Regions from separate parts of the Ovis aries genome. Here region 2 is linked to region 1. Evidence: chromatin contacts called from public Hi-C data. All regions are on one chromosome and are shown on one strand. The core of a region is the stretch at or near the end of the contact, and the rest is flanking DNA. Distances in the headings are between cores, read along the strand shown. Region 1 holds the start of RTRAF (RNA transcription, translation and transport factor). Region 2 has its middle 71 kb from the start of NID2.

The links. A called contact is a pair of places that touch in the nucleus more often than the background predicts.
Region 2: a contact with region 1 is called in a Hi-C map of skin fibroblasts, with 3 times the contacts expected there. The contact joins the enhancer-like site here to the promoter of RTRAF in region 1. A contact is called at or near these places in 6 of 16 Hi-C or Micro-C datasets (hypothalamus, mesenteric adipose tissue, muscle and 2 more).

The regions. Positions count from the first base shown.
Region 1 is chr7:43,082,848-43,085,547 of ARS-UI_Ramb_v3.0, forward strand. RTRAF (RNA transcription, translation and transport factor) reads left to right here and starts at 1,437. Exons shown (of 8, transcript XM_027971745.2): 1 at 1,437-1,602. The coding sequence starts at 1,542.
Region 2 is chr7:43,253,112-43,255,811 of ARS-UI_Ramb_v3.0, forward strand. No RefSeq gene overlaps it. Among named protein-coding and RNA genes, the nearest start is that of NID2, 71 kb to the left of the region's middle. Within about 2 kb of position 1,335, at least 2 of the 54 cell types and tissues checked have an H3K27ac peak or open chromatin away from gene starts, as enhancers often do.

The DNA of each region.
Region 1 (2,700 bases), core at 187-2,686:
TCAAGTCATAATTTAAGCTTGTTTGTCTGTTTATTGCTTTTCTTCCCTCTAGGGCTTATAAACTTCATAAAAGTAGAGGCTTGGTCTCTCTGGCTCACTGTTGTCTGTCCAGTATCTGAAAGCAGATGGGGACTGAATCAGGAAGGATCTTAAATATGATAAGGAGTTTTGATGATTGCTAGAAGGCAATGAGGACCCACTGAAAGATACTAAGCATTAAACTGTTATGGACAGGTTTTTGTTTTAGGAGGTTTTTATTTTACAAAATCACTATCATTGCTGTGTGGGGGAGTGGGCTGGAGAAGGCAAAACTGGCTCTAAGAAATCAGATAATTAGAGCAAGCAAAAATTATGAATCCCTGATTTGAGGTAGCAACAGTGAGGTTGGGAAGAGGTGAGGAATTTGAGAGGCAGAACAGCAGGAATCAAGGAGCTACTGGATGTTGTAACTGCAGTCAGAGGGAGTAAAGGGTAAGTCCAGGTTTCTGGCTTCAAAATTTCGTGGTTGCTAGACATGTCAGGAACTATCACGTAGTATTACAGTTGTATGTTTATCTATGGACCACTCCTAACAAGTCATGTGTATGCATACTCAGTCGCTTCAGTCGTGTCCGACTCTTTGCGACCCTACAGACTGTAGCCCGCCAGTGCATGGAATTTTCCAGGCAAGAATACTGGAGTGGGTTGCCATTTTCTTCTTCAGGGGATCTTCCCAACCCAGGGATCAAACCCAGGTCTCTTGCATTGGCAGGCGGGTTCTTCTACCACTAGCGCCACCTGGGAAGCCGAAGGAGTCATAAAGTGGTGGTTTGAGTGAGTGAAGTCACTCAGTCGTGTCCGACTCTTTGTGACCCAGTGGTCTGTAGCCTACCAGGCTCCTCCATCCATGGGATTCTCCAGGCAAGAATACTGGAGTGGGTTGCCATTTCCTTCTCCAGGGGATCTTCCCGACCCAGGAATCGAAGCCAGGTCTCCCACATTGCAGGCAGATTCTTTCCCGACTGAGCCAGGAGGGAAGGCCCAGTCATAAACGGACCTTGCTAAAAGTCTTTGTATTAGCCTTGTTAGAAGAGCACCTATTATGTAGGAGGCATATAATTAAATGAATGAATGAATGAATACACTGAAAATACTAAACAGTTTGTATGGTCCAATAAGAGGTATGGCCCATAGCAGAAATTCTAAGGATACTGTTCTTTGCGTGCTGTTATCAAGACCGCGAAGAAAGCAAGCGGTAACTATGTTTCTCAGTTGCTCTCTGCCTATTGTACAACTAGAAAGCTGACAATAAAGTTTATTTAAGCGTCGACGTGCCCCGACGTGGCCCCGCCTCCCCAGCCAGAGCCGCGATTGGTGGGCATTGTCCAGAGGCTGCCGTTCCTAAGCCACGATTGGCTAAGGCCGCCGTCATTTCGGAGCTCCCGGTGCCCGCCCGCCTTCTCGTCGCGTCACCCGTGTCTGCGCCTCCTGCTTCTCCTTGCCTTGCCTCGCCTCGCCTCTCCCGGCCGCATCCCGGGGGACCGGAGCGAGCAGCGGGGACCATGTTCCGACGCAAGTTGACGGCCCTTGACTACCACAACCCTGCCGGCTTCAACTGCAAAGGTGAGGCGGCGGCCCCGGGCCCGCAGCGCGTCCGTGACCGGCCGGCCGCCGCTTTCTCAGCGCCGGCTCCTGGGCTCTCCACCCGGACCGTCCGCGGCCTTGTCTCCCCGGCGCCCCTCTCCTCTTGGCCCCGAATACCTCTGCTTTCTCCCATCCTTCCTTCTCCGCTACCCACTCTTGCCTCGGCATCGCCACTTTCTGCACTTGCTAAACTCCAGACACCACCCCCACAGCCCTCGCCCGCGCCCTCAGCACTCTAGAAGGAAAGTCTTCGCTTTTTAACTTAGCCCTTCAGCCCCGTGTTTCACGGGTGATTGGGCGATACCCTGAGCACCTGCTGGGGTCGGCACAGTGCTGGAATTCGAAGAGAAAAACCGAGTAACTTGAAGACTCGTTCAGGGAACTAAGGAGGGGAGGGATTAGGAATAAGGGCAGTTAGAACCCATCCAGTAGTTTGAGCCCAAGACAAAAATGAAGTCCAAGACAGTGTTGGGGTGAGCGCGTGTATTAACGAGCTAATTACAGTGTGGGGGTTGTGGGGGGGGGGAGTTAATAGATGAGCGGGGCGGTTGAATTGTAAATACAAAGGTGTTTGGGATTTCACAGCTTGAAACTGTAGAAAGTATTAAGATTGCTACCCACTGCTACTCACCTGTCGCCCACGACTACTTATTTTCTTCCAGAATTCTTGGCCTGTGGTAGATTAAGTTTGAAAGGGATCACGTAACACCTGGGATGTTAAGACCATTGTGTATTCTCAAGACTTGGGGAAGCTGGAATTTGAACTCAAGCTTGAACTTGAAAATTGAAGATGATTTCCAAGCAGGATGACAGTGTTTTGTCATCTCCTGTAGAAGCATGTCATCTTACAGAATCTTGTTTTTCTGCTTTGCCTTTTATTTAACAAAAAAGGTTCAGTAGGAATAGAGCTTAGATATGGTTTTGAAACTTTGAGCCTCAACTTTTTCACTGGTAAAATGGGGATATTACTTACCTCAAAAGCATATGGAAGGATTAAATGAAACCACATGCACACTATTTCATGAATGTGTTTAATGTCCTTAATAGCAAATGACAGTGATAGTCGGTATCCTTGTT
Region 2 (2,700 bases), core at 85-2,584, 170 kb after region 1:
CATCACCGACTCCCAGAGTTTACCCAAACTCATGTCCATTGAGTCAGTGATGCCATCCAACTATCTCATCCTCTGTTGTCCCCTTCTCCTCCTGCCCCCAATCCCTCCCAGCATCAGGGTCTTTTCAAATGAGTCAGCTCTTTGCATCAGGTGGCCAAAGTAGTGGAGTTTCAGCTTCAACATCAGTCCTTCCAATGAATATTCAGGAACGATTTCCTTTAGGATAGACTGGTTGGACCTCCTTGCAGTCCAAGGGACTCTCAAGAGTCTTCTCCAACACCACAGTTCAGAAGCATCAATTTTTCAGTGCTCAGCTTTCTTTATAGTCCAACTCTCACATCCATACATGACTACTGGAAAAACCATAGCCTTGACTAGACAGACTTTTGTTGACAAAGTAATGTCTCTGCTTTTTAATATGCTGTCTACGTTGGTTATAACTTCCCTCCAAAGAGTAAGCATCTTTTAATTTCAGGGCTACAGTCACCATCTGCAGTGATTTTGGAGCCCCCAAAATAAAGTCTGCCACTGTTTCCACTGTTTCCCCATCTATTTGCCATGAAGTGATGGGACTGGATGCCATGATCTTAGTTTTCTGAATGTTGAGCTTTAAGCCAATTTTTTCACTCTCCTCTTTCACGTTCATCAAGAGGCTTTTAGTTCCTCTTCACTTTCTGCCATAAGGGTGGTGTCATCTGCATATCTGAGGTTATTGAGATTTCTCCCGGCAATCTTGATTCCAGCTTGTGCTTCTTCCAGTCCAGCGTTTCTCATGATGTACTCTGCATATAAGTTAAATAAGCAGGGTGACAATATACTGCCTTGACGTACTCCTTCTCCTATTTGGAACCAGTCTGTTGTTCCAAGGCCAGTTCTAACTGTTGCTTCCTGACCTGCATAAATTCATTAATTTTTCATTACCTGATGTGTTCTAATTTTTTTCATGTACAAATTGCCCCATCTTTGGCCAGTGGGAGCCTCTTAAGAATGGCTTTTACATGGTTTCGATTTGACTATTTGTTTTGAAAGATTTCCTCACTATTTTTTTCATGTACAAGTTGCCCCATCTTTGGCCAGTGGGAGCCTCTTAAGAATGGCTTTTACATGGTTTCGATCTGACTATTTGTTTTGAAGATTTCCTCATTTCTTCTTTGACTTAGACTCACTTTTTAAGTCCTGCCCTAAACTTAGAATCTGTGAAGAGTCAGGCACAACTGAGTGACTAAGCACAGCACAGGGCAAACTTGGAATCAGGCATTTCCCCAAAGATTTCTGGTTTCTCTTAGTAGGGAATGGTATTCAGAGACCATAATGTGAATGCCTGTTGTGCTTATTACTACTAAATTCATTGTTTCTAGGTCTTTTCAACAGTCAGAGCAATGAAATATGTTTTTTTTAATTTAAGAGACAAAAAATGAGTTTATACTGATATTTCCTATTCAAATATGAGATTATGGGATTTTTACTTAACTCTGTTGGTTTTATACTCTTAGTAATCTTATGTTATTAGTAATACTGATGCTTCAGCATCTCTTACTTTTGAGTCAACAGCCAAGGTTCACCAGATATTTAAGAAAATCTGAACACTGAAAACAGAAACAATAAAAGTAATTTGAAATATATCAATGTAAAAAACATTATACTTAACATCCTCAGAGACACAAGAGATAATATTACCCCCATGGATTTATTACAAAGAAATCTTAACCTGCATTAAATGTGTTCTTTTCAAACTAAAGCTAATAAGTAATGATGGTACTAATAATATCACAGAAATCAAACTGATCAGCAAGGGAGAAGTAATATACAGATATAAGTCAGTTAGGAAAAACCATGCAATCTTAAATTTAAATTGGAAATATCAGTAAGAATTCAAGTTTCTCTCATTTTCAAATGTGTAAACGTTCTCACTCTTTACTCTGAAAAATCCACAAAACAGTGATAATTCAGTAGCAAAGACTATCTCTTATGCCCATACGGTGGTCTCCAAATACCATTTCCCAGTGAAAAGAAACTAGGAATCCTTGGGAAAATACAACAAAGACGCAACAGCCAAACATAGAACATGAAATTCTGTAGATGTGATCAAATGTTTGATCAAATTTCTCCTACAAATAAATGGCCCTGAAAAAGAGAGAGAGGAGCACTTCCCTGGTGGGCCAGAAGTTGACAGTCCGCCTGCCAATGTTCGAACCCTGGTCTGAGAAGATTCTACATGCCGAAGAGCAACTAAACCGGTAGGCCATAATTACCGAAGCCTGGGCGCCCTAGAGCCTGCGTGCCACAAATACTGAGGCTGTGTGCGCAGCTACTGAAACCCACAAACCTAGAGCCTGTGTCCCGCAGTAAGCGAAGCCACTGCAATTGAGAAGCTCATGCACTGCAACAAAGAGCAGACCCTGCTCGCCACAACTAGAGAAAGCCGGGGCACAGCAAAGGTCCAGTACAGGCATTAATAACACTCTTTAAAACTTTTTAGAAACAGAGGAAATAAATAATATGCATTGTGTGGATCTTGTTTGAATCCTGTAGTACAAGAAATAGATGGTCTTTATCCATGATTATATGATATTAAAAATTATTAATTTTATTACATATGATAGTAGAATTATTATGTGGAAAAAGGGACCTTACCAGTTTTTGTAGCTGAGATGATATAGTTGGGATTTGCTTTAATACACTGGAAGAGAAAGACGTGGA